Linked DNA regions of Sus scrofa: region 2 is linked to region 1. A link is a contact called in public Hi-C data. All regions are on one chromosome and are shown on one strand. Each heading gives the region's core, a stretch centred on a gene start, on an enhancer-like site or on the middle of the called end of the contact. The rest is flanking DNA. Distances are from core to core; before and after follow the strand shown. Region 1 has its middle 210 kb from the start of GATB. Region 2 overlaps LOC110262140 (a long non-coding RNA gene).

Region 1 (5,256 bases), core at 1,439-3,938:
CTCCAGGCGTTAAATACAAGGAGGACAAGTGAAAACTAAACCACCTCCACCCCTGCAGCAGCCTTCCACATGTCCATCCTCTTTCTTTCTTTCTATTTTTTTTTCAAGCGGGCTATGATGTTCCTCCAGGATGGCATAGATCCGATTGAGGTGATTTGGTACCGAGGAGATGCCTCTTAATTGTGTTTGCAGCCCAGAGCAGAAAGCATGCCCATTCGAGGTACTTGTTGTATCATTTTTAAATCAAGGCCATCTTTTTCTCAGTGGTAAACGTGAAATGTTTTTAAAGGCCAGACTTAGCATAAAATCTATTGGTTGCCATGGATACCACTTACCACACAGGACTGCACTCTGTGTTCAACAGTGTGATTTTCTCTATTCAAAGGTTCAGCATTGTCAAAAAACAAATTACTTTTCCTGTTGTTTATCTCAAAGTTCATTACGGGGAAGGCAGTAAATAAGAAGATATTCACGTATGGAAAGGAGCGATGCAGGGTGTCACTTGGGCGCTATGCCTTCAAATTCGGTATTTTACAATAATTATAGCCAAATTGGCTATTGTTAGGAAATAAAATGCATTTTGATCTTTTGTGTGTGTGTGTGAATATAAAGTAAAGCAGGTTCTTGGAAGTCTGCTCCCAACAAAATTACATGGTAATAAGGCTTTTCACACCTACACAGCACTTAGTAACCAAGCTCTGAAAGACAGAGATTGAGCTCTGATAGGCTTCAAACTTGGGACCTCAGGCTCCTGGCTTTCCTCTTTACAGGGGGAAAACCTGGGTTCAGGACCTCGTGCTCACTGAATTATTCATGCCGTCTTGCCACCGTGTATCTTGAGGGTTGAAACCTATTAGGCTGCTATTATGAAGCGCACCAGTCCACCCCACGCCCACATCGCCCAGACATCCTCCTTGCCTGCCGCGCCCCAGCGCCCCGATAATTAGGAGGAATGTTTGCAGTGGAAGCTCCTCCAAGAACCCTCCCACCTCTTCTTTCCTGTCCCACCTCCACTCCTCAAGGAAAAGTGGGGGAAAAAACTTGACAGAAGGAGGGAGGGGGATTCAGAGACAGTTTAGTGTCTGCCCCTTCCCACTGGCTGAAGTCTGTAGTATTTTTATTTTATTTTATTTTATTTTCCCACTGTAGAGCAAGGGGATCAAGTTATCCTTACATGTATACATTACAATTACATTTTTTTCCCCCACCCTTTGTTCTGTTGCAACATGAGTATCTAGACATAGTTCTCAATGCTACTCAGCAGGATCTCCTTGTAAATCTATTCTAAATTGTGTCTGATAACCCCAAGCTCCCGATCCCTCCCCCTCCCATCAAGTCTGTTTTCCAAGTCTATGATTTTCTTTTCTGAAGCCTGTAGTATTTTGCTGGAACTCCCATTTAAACAGGAATGCCCCAACTTGGACTCGTTACTGATTTAAGATGCTCTCCCTTCACCTCTCCAGCACTTTTTAGACTCCTTGATTCGAGCTATTTGCATGACAACGAGGTAAAGAGGCCTCCCTAATGAAGGCATCTGTTTTTGAATGTGCTCCTTGGTATTGGGTGAGTGTAATAATAGCCCAAGGGGAGGTGGAATTCTCTTTTGGGTTCACTGGAAAGCAGCGCACGGATGCCCGCTCATGAGCAAATTCTAACTTGTCACCAACCTTCTGCCAGTAGCTAGTGGAGATGCTGAGGCTGCTGAGCAAGAATCAAATTGTTGTCCGGGCAAAACTCACTTATGAGATGCGCTGCAATTAATTTACATATTGCAAACATTAAACACAAGGCAAAATAAAAGCGAGAACGCCCAAGGAGAGAGGATGTGGTATTGATCATCTCATTATGCATCCACCCTTGTGGGAAACTTGCTGAGTCGGACCTGGAGTTTCAGGCTCCCACCCAGGAAACGGAGAGGAGAGAGCCCCCAAATCCAGGAGCTTTGTTTGCAGAAGAGGTGGCTCAGTGAGGGCGGGGTTGTGATCTGTTTTGCTCATCGATATATCCTAGTGCCTAGAACATTGTCTGCCACACAGTAGATGGGCAAGAAATTTTTGTTATTGAGTTAAACAGGAGGCAGTTCCAAGAGGTAGTTGTAATCAGTTGCATCTTTCTTGCAAATCATGAACACCGTCTCCGGTTACCTTAAGCAGAAGTGGTACTTAAAGCGGCGTCATAAAGAAAGGGGAAAAGTCAGACAGGAAGTAAGGCAATTCCAGGAATCTAGGGGGCAGACATTCTTACAAAACCCAAGCTGGGTCTGCTTGCCCAGGCACAGTAAAAACCAATGCAGTGTTTATTGTAAAAGCACCAACATAAGGAGACAGGGTGACTCATGCTCTAAAACCCCAAACTTCTGGAAGGGTTTCAGCAAAGTATTTCTACTTATTTATTTATTTGGTCTTTTTAGGGCCACACCCGAAGCATATGGAAGTCACCAGGCTAAGGGCTGAGTCTGAGCTGCAGCTGCTACACCACAGCCACAGCAACGCCCGATCCCAGCTGAGTCTGTGATCTACACCACAGCTCAGGGCAACGCGGGATCCTCAACCCACTGAGCGGGGCCAGGAACCTCATGGATACTAGTCAGGTTCATTACCACTGAGTCACAATGGGAACTCTCGGCAAATCATTTTTAAAAGACAGATAGGGGAGGAGGGTTGCAGGGTGAGTGATCAGCTCATTCACATTTCTCCGATTGGTCGATGGTGAGGTAAGAGGGCAGTTAACCTCATCATGTTTTAGGCGCCAGTAGGTCTGTGTGCTCAATCATCACACGGCTAATTTCTTCCATTTGGTGATGTTTTTGGCATCTGTAAAACAACTCAGGGAATCTGCATCAGATTCTGTGATCTAGGTACTCCAAGGAGGAGCTACAGCTGAGGACATAGATGAGGGTTCTGTCCCCAAAAGGCCCAGAGCGTCCTGCTCCGGCTTGGTTACAAAATCAACAGATGATCTCAGCCACTGGGATGAATGGGCTCCAACCATCTTCATGCTTCTTGGCATTCTGCTCAAGGTTAAACTTGCTACAGAAAGTGCCTGAGGGAGAGTGTCCTTGACCTAGCTTGGATGCAGTGCTCACCTTTGGGCGAGAGTAATGGCTGGAACACATGGGGCCTGGCTAGAAATTTACAAGCCCCAGCCTCCCTTGCAGTCACCTGTAGCCAAGTTTGCTCCAAGGGGATATGACTCCACGTGATATGAAGCCTTTCCCGGGGCCAACGCCTCCAGGCTCCTTTTCCTTCCTGCTGGGTGGATTGGGGCAGCCTTGGAAACTATGCACTGAGGATGGCAGATCTAGATCCCTGGATGACAGTGGAGCAGAGCCTGTTCACTGGCCCTGAATTAGTACATGAGAGAGAACTAACCTTCCTTCTTGTTGAGACAGGACCTTTTGGAGTCTGTTCTGGCTCCTACAGCTTGCACTTTAGTACCTGATACTAAAATCAAGGTAGAAAGGGAAACACCACCACCCCCTCCAAAGCAATCTCTAGCATCACTTTCATCAGCAGGAGGAGAAAATGGACCCTCAGAAGCAAAGACAACAGATGCCTGTTGCTATTACTGGCAATGTGATCATCTTGCACAAGCTACATGCAGGACGAGTATTCACAGCTCCTGCTTACAGACCAGACTGTCTGGTTTGAAATTCTTAACCGGCAGGTGCCTCTTTCTTTGCCCCTCAAACCCATGCCTTGTCCCAAGTGAGCCATTCTCCCCCTCTGCTTACTGAAGTGCCAATCATCAAATTCCTTGTTTAAGGAACTGATGAATGCAATCACAATCCACTGCAAAACGAAAAGAATTGACGTTGTGCGCTTGCCATCTTCTGTCTGTGGCTGCTGCCTCTTGATCTACAGACCGAGATCATCTCTAACACTGATTAGCACACGCCCAGCCTCAACAAACACCGTTTTGCACTAACAACCCCTAACAAGACGCCCGTCAGCAATGAAGTAAACAGCTCATTAGTCTGGGGAGAGAATGGTCAGCCAAGGCTGGGCTCCTAATTTGTATTTTTATTCTGTGATTTACTTCCAATCAATCAACAAGTACTTATTGATTGCTTACCATGGGCCCATCACTGCTTTCATCTTGAGTAGAACAATGTATTGTTTACAACATGAGTATTGATGTTAGTGTTTAATAAAGGAAAGGTATTGGATTTTTTCTCCATTAAAATGCTTGCATGTGCATGCACGCGCACACACACGTATTTTAACACTTGCCACATTTTTAAGTTTGACTTTTTAGTCTTCTGCTGCTGAACGTCAAAAGGGAAAGGGGAATTATTTTAAATAATTCCACTCTAGAATAATTTTTTTCCCTGAAATGTGCTTATTTCATTGATGAGGCCTTCATTCTTTTCCTCTTTCTTCCATTTGCTTGTAGCCCCTCCCTGGGTCAGTCTCTTTGCCCGCACTCTGGCATCACACAGATTTGAGGACTTTCCTCATTAGCTGGGCAGGTGGTTTCACCAGCTCAGAGTTCTCATCAAAAGAGGAGTTGGACCCAGCAACCACTCTGTTCGGTGTTCCATTTCGGTTTTGCAAATCTTTGAATATGGTCTTTCACATTTTGCCCAAGTGCCTCGTTCTGAGAGCCCAGCTCTGATCCATCAGTGTTGGACCATAAAATCTCAACTGTTCACTCAAGTCCAACCCTGAGATTCCAAGTAAAATGTCGTATTGGATGGTTACATTCAGTGTAGGTGGCTCCACCAGGCTGCTGGCCCCCGCGGGAGCTGGCTTGCTCTCTTTCCCCCAAAGAAAAGGAGAACTCACTCCAGTACTCCAGTAACCCAGCAGAGAGGTGCTCTTAGGTGGAATATTGGACATGATTTGCTAGGTGCCACCCAAACCCTCATTAGACTTAGAGTCTAGAAGGCTGATGTCTCCCCCAGCAATGAGCTGCCTTGGAGCCCAGTCATTTGTCATGGGATGTGTCTTTACAATGTCCTTCTTCCTCCTGCCCCAAACCATTACCCACATTCCTAAGGAGAGTGCCTCCCCCTAACCCTTGAATACTGACTTAGCCCAAGAACAGACCGGTTCTAAAAACAGAAACTACCCCATTTCCTATATATCTAACTGCTCCCTAGGCAGAGTTTTGCTCAGGGAGTTCTGTCTCAGTGCTCCCAGCTAGTCTGTTGGTCAATAAAACTCGCCCTGAATCTTGGCTCTCTGGCCTCCTGCCTCTTCTTCAATTTTCCTCTCTAACAGGTGCCATTCTGATCAGAGATGTTGAGCTGGT
Region 2 (5,705 bases), core at 676-3,175, 120 kb before region 1:
CCTTCATGTGGCACCACTAACCCTCACGGTCATCTGCAGATTACTCCTGTTTTGCAGCAGAGGATGCAGAAATCCAGAGAAATCATGAAAATTTCCCCAGGCCCTGCAAATCCCAAGTTAGAACGGGAATGCAAGCACAGGTTGGCACAACCTCAAAGCCCAAGTCTGCTCCATCCTGCTGAGCTGCTGCAAGGTCAATAGTCACTGAGTGAAAACACCGCTGGGTGGGACGCCCTCTTCCTATTTTACCTGCATGCAGCGTGCCCCAGCATCCCTCAGGGTCAATGGCATTTACTTCAAAGGTGTTCCTTATTCTATTTTCCCCTGCAGTGGCTGTCACAGGGAGCCTGACCCTCAGTTAGGCTGCTTAGTCTCAGAAGCTTATATCAGCGTTAGGGGAAAAAGAAAAGGGGGGGGGGGACTGGAAGAGCCGCTTCTGCAATCACTGCTTCTCTCTGACTGGGAGCACTCAGGGCTGAAGGTGCTCCAGCCTTGGCAGAGGTGGCAGAGCCTCAGTAGCATGTGCAGTAAACTAATCGGTGGGTTGATGAGCGAGGAAGCCGTCTGTTTATATTCTAGGAATGATAGGCCATCGTCTTTTTTTTTGCCCAAAGGAAGAGAGAGAGTCAGGGGCCAAGCCAAGCAAGCACTGGGGACAAGTCACAGGCCTTGTGCTCACTGACCCGAGGGCGCTGGGCCATGGGAGCTGCCGCAAAGGGGGCCTGGAGACAGCCTGCACCATCGTCTTCAAAGCAGCCCTTGCAGAAGAGAAATCTATAAATAGCCCTTTTATTTCCAAAGATGAAATGGGTTAAAAGCTGCTGATCAGAGACATTCTTTTTTTTTTCTTCTTACATTCAGGCCGTCTTTGAGGGGAATGATACCTGAATATTTATCAAACTCCACGTATGACCGCTCAAACTCTCTGCTCTCCTGCAAGTCACTTTTCTCTAAAGTGTCTGCACAGTGGCTGAGCTGCTTCATTCAGGCCCATCTCTCCATTACACCTAGTTATCAGCCCCACATTTTGCCAGGTGTATCAAGTGATGAGGGTGTTTTTTTCTTTTTTTTTAAATGGCTGCACCTGGGGCATAAGCAAGTTCCCAGGCTAGGGGTTGACCTGGAGCTGCAGCTGCCGGCCTTGCACTGGAGCCATGGCAACACCGGATCTGAGCTGCATCTCTGACCTACATTGCAGCTTGCAGCAAAACCAGATCCTTAACCCACTGATCCAGGTCAGAGATGGAACCTGCCTCCTCAAGGACACTATGTCTGGTTCTTAACCTGCTGAACCTTGACGGGAACTCCAAAGGACTGGCTTATTTGAAGAGTGAGCATCATACACAATTGAGCTCACCACTCTTGTTTCTGCTTTGGTTCCGACTCAAACTCTGCTCCCCCAGAGAAAACCTGACTTCCGTTCTCCTAATGAATATTTGGTTTTCTGGTCCAGTTTTCCCTCCAGGGTGGGGCCTTCTTCCTGTCGCTGTTCTCACTGTTACATTAGGATGGGGCTATATTCCTATAGCAGGATGCATTCACCCCTCCCTGCCTCTACTCTATGTGCCTGAGGCCATGATGGTCATACCACTGAACTGATCCAGAGTCTCTTCCCTAGAAACTTGGACTTGAAGGACGGTGATTCCCCCTGGATAGTGGGATCAATCACAGGTGAACTTAGAGGGTCCTCTCTGGCCATGTTTTTCGACTTTGTAGAACCAGAGAAGCAGAGGAGGCCAATTACAAAGAGGAAGAAAAGAAGGGGATGGAAACAACGAGAAGGAAACCGAGAGGGGAGAGAGCCTGGGTTGTTGAGTCCCTGATGGCGTCATTCCTTGGCCCAGCCACATTCCTCACTTCCACTCAGCCAGACCCACTGAGTCCCAGTTAACGTGGATTCAAAGGCGTTCCCTCCCTGTGACTCATCTTCTTTCCCTCAGAGCACAGCAGCATGACACCTTGGCTGTGTCATGAGTGGTTTTCCGAGCCTTGTCTCAGAGACAGCCATTGGCATTTTCCTAACTTACCTTAGTTTGCCTCAGGACTCATAACTACCGCAATGAATATTGATGATGCATCTATTCACAATGCTGATTTACTGGTGGTAAAACTGAGCCTTCGTGAGGTTAAGCAAATTGCTGCCAGTGGAAGAGCTAGCAGCTAAGTGACTGAGCTAGGATTCCAGAACTTTGACTTATTCTGTTCTGTGTGGATTTAGCTTAAGGGAAGTGAAACTGACAGCACTAATGGCCTGAACCTAGCCAAAACCCAGACTGGGACTTGCAACCCAGCCAAAACCCAGACTGAGACTTGAACCCACATGTTGAACTTGAACCCAACCTAAAACCAGATTGGGATGAAAACCCAGTTTCAAATTCAGGTCACTCACCCTGTGTCCAGATTCACCAAGGCTCAGGTTCTTTATGCCCTTGAACAGAAGGAATTCAGCGAGAGACAAAGTGATAGGCAAGAAACAGATTTATGAGGACAGGATGCTTGTAAGAGAGGCAAACAGACAGGAAAGGAAGCTTTTCCCCGAGGATCTGGTGGCCCACAGTTTTATCATCCAAGGGGCGTGGGGTTGGAAAGGCCCGCCTCTTCCTTTCTGGGAGTAGCAGCCCCTCCTTAGTATCTCATAAGGTGTGTATTCAAATCAGCTGCAGGGCAGTCTTCAAATTCTTGCCCCCTGGTATGAATCTGAATGCAGGCCCCATCCCATCCCCCACCCAGTGACCTGAGGCAGTTCTCCCACCTCCACTAGTTAAGCAAGCCTGCCTTGTTCTGCTGGCTTTCCTGAACTTAGAGTGGTCTCCCAACACCCCCCAGGTTTCCTTCTTTATCAGTGATCCCTTGTTGGGACTTCTACAACCACCTGTGCCTACTCTATCCCTATCAGAAGGGTCATCTACCCAGTGGTTGTAAACTAGTATGATCGATGTGATCAACCTGTCCCCACTTGAGAACTGCCTAATTAGAGATTTGGGGTGGGGAATGTCATAAGGTATGTTTTTACAAAGTTTTCGAAAGTTAAAATTTTAAAAGCAAAGCACACATATATTTATCCAACAAATATTTACTATGCACCCATATATCAGAATTAGATTTGGCTACAATTAAAAAATGACACTAATCATGCAGCTGAAATAAGGTAGAGATTTTTCTCTCCAGAGGAAGGCAGTCTTGGTATCAAACACCCAGGCCCCCTTCTAGAGTGGTTCCTACTAGTAAGCTTACCTCATGAACACAAGCATGGCTGTTGCAGCTCCAGCCATTACATTCCTATTCCAAGCAGTAGGAAGGTGGATGGGCCAAGGGCTTACTCTTTAAAGAGTAAGCCTCCTTCAAAGTGTTTTCCAAGAAGCTCCATCCCATGACTTCTGCTTACACACATTTGACCACTTCCACTGACAAGAGAGCCTGCAGATGTAGTTTTATAGTTGGGTACAACTTCTTGGCCAGATGATACAGGGAACAAGGAAGAAGGGGAACAAGGCTGTTAAGTGAGAAACAAGCAGTCTTAGCCACAACTCTTTATGTTCCAGGCACTATTCTAGGCCATGAGGATACAGTGGTGAAGTCTTTGACTTCTCTTAGTGTCCTTGTATTCCAGTAGGAAGACAGAGGATGAGTAAGCAAAAAATAATTGTTATATAATGGCATTTGCAGCAGCATGGATGGACCTAGAGATTCTCCTACTGAGTGAAGTAAATCAGACAGAGAAAGGCAAATCTGTGGAATCTAATAAATAATGATATAAAAGAACTTATTAAAAAAAAACAACAGATACAAAAATTCACAGATTTCAACACCAATCTTATGGTTACCATAGGTGACACTCCGTTGCAGGGAGGGAAGAATTGGGAGGGCTGGAATAACATATACACACGATTGTATAAAATAGATGACTAACAAGAACTGACTGTATAGCACGGGAAAATCTGCCCAATAGTTTGTAATAGCCTAAATGGGAAAAAAAAAAAGTGGATGTTTGTGTATGTATGACTGATTCACTTTGCTGTACACCTGAAAATAATACAATGTTGTAACTATACTGCAATAAATCAACTATATGCCAATAAAATTAAATTTAAAAAAATCTTCAACTCCCCTCTCCCATGCAAATGTTATCATTTTCAGTATTGATGGGTAAAGGGAGTAATTTTAAATAGGGCCCCAAAGGGGTAGGTCTCTCTGAGCAGGTGACATTTGAGCAGAGGCCTGATTGATATGACAAGGGAGGGGAAGAGTGTTGTGGGCAGATGGAACAGCATTGCCAAGGCCTTGGGGCAGGATGAGCCAGGGAACACTCCAGTGGAGGACCAGTGATCGAAAACCTTTCAAAGTCTTGAATAGCCTGTTCAGATGAGGTGGAACAGCACCTGGTTACATTAGCTGGAGAAACAATGTTAGGGACATTCCATTAGTGATGTTTTATTTATTCACAAAGTACATCTCCATAGCAACATGGTAGGTATTGACCTTGCAAGTTACCATTAAGCTCCTTGGCATGGTTGTAACAATAGCTGTCACCTGCTGCTTAGAAGTGTTGTGTGGGATATAGTTGAGAAAATTTAAGTGAATTATTGAAATTCATCAAATATCAGTAGAGTTATGGGTATGTCTAGCTGCATTTCAAGACTTTTCATCCTGTTGATATAATCGTAGATTCTTCCCTCTCCCTAAAGTGCTGCATCAGATAGGCTTATTTTCCACATTCAAGTGAATTTAGGTTTAAAAATTTCCACTTCCAGGTATTTGAATCCATACCATTTCTTGAGAAACAGCATCTCCCCTTAGAGGAGGTAGTCTTGCTTTTTCTTTCTCTTACCTTGAGTTCGTGCTCTGTATTTGACGCTGGGGGCTGTCAAAGACTTTTATTGACCTTACCCATATCATTTATGGTTTTAGTGGTGTCTATGCAATTTCCATTTCAACCTTTGCCTTCATACTGAAATTTTAAAAATCGCTTCTTATTTGCCGTCCCTCCTTCCCCTATACAATGCCCTTGGTCTTTTTCATTGCCCTTTCCCATATTCATGATACTGTTGATTAAAGAGCCCTCAGCCTGCTTTATGTAACCATTGCATTGGACAAGTAAGACCCATGGCATACCGTCAAGAAGCAGTGCTTTGCTTCTCGCTGTCCCTTAACTCCACTGTGGAGGCTTCCTCATTCCTTGCACTTGGATGAAAATTCAGGCAAGGTTTCTGGTCACTCGGGTGATACAAGCTTCTCTAATCAATAATGTAAAAGTCCAGCCCCATGGACCAGATAAAACGTAGAACCTGGTTCAACCTTAAGTTTTCTTTTTCTGCCCTGCTGGTGACCCGTTGCAGGAGGAAGCTGGCAGCAGAGGAAGGGGATGTGTTTTCTCCTCACCTGTGCTTTGCCTCCATCTCCTCCTCCATCCTGTTTGCTGTGATTTCTGACCCCTCCAGGGAGAGCACAAGGGAAGGGGAAGAGGTAACGCCCTGCAGAGAAGTTTTCCTTACCCCCGTGCTCATGTCGGCTCTGGGTTGTCCTCTCAGGGCCTGGAGAGCATTGAAAGCCAGCTCTTGTTCTCCTCTCTTTTCTGTGGGTTTTGTTTGACGTTCCCATCACCGGAGACCTCCATCTTCTCTGTCGATCACTAATACAGACAATGCACTCATCTCCAGCCCGCTGTTACCCCTCCACTTGCTGGCATTGGGCATTATCTGTCTGTT

Evidence for each region. A called contact is a pair of places that touch in the nucleus more often than the background predicts.
Region 2: a Hi-C map of embryonic fibroblasts shows a contact between it and region 1, with 3 times the contacts expected there. The contact joins two enhancer-like sites. A contact is called at or near these places in 2 of 47 Hi-C or Micro-C datasets (both in embryonic fibroblasts).

What each region holds. Positions count from the first base shown.
Region 1 is chr8:77,006,958-77,012,213 of Sscrofa11.1, reverse strand. No RefSeq gene overlaps it. Among named protein-coding and RNA genes, the nearest start is that of GATB, 210 kb to the left of the region's middle. Within about 2 kb of position 2,688, at least 11 of the 83 cell types and tissues checked have an H3K27ac peak or open chromatin away from gene starts, as enhancers often do. A contact at or near this core is called in embryonic fibroblasts, where this site is marked.
Region 2 is chr8:77,126,386-77,132,090 of Sscrofa11.1, reverse strand. LOC110262140 (a long non-coding RNA gene) reads right to left here. Exons shown (of 7, transcript XR_002346735.1): 1 at 2,390-5,705. Among named protein-coding and RNA genes, the nearest start is that of GATB, 93 kb to the left of the region's middle. Within about 2 kb of position 1,925, at least 11 of the 83 cell types and tissues checked have an H3K27ac peak or open chromatin away from gene starts, as enhancers often do. A contact at or near this core is called in embryonic fibroblasts, where this site is marked.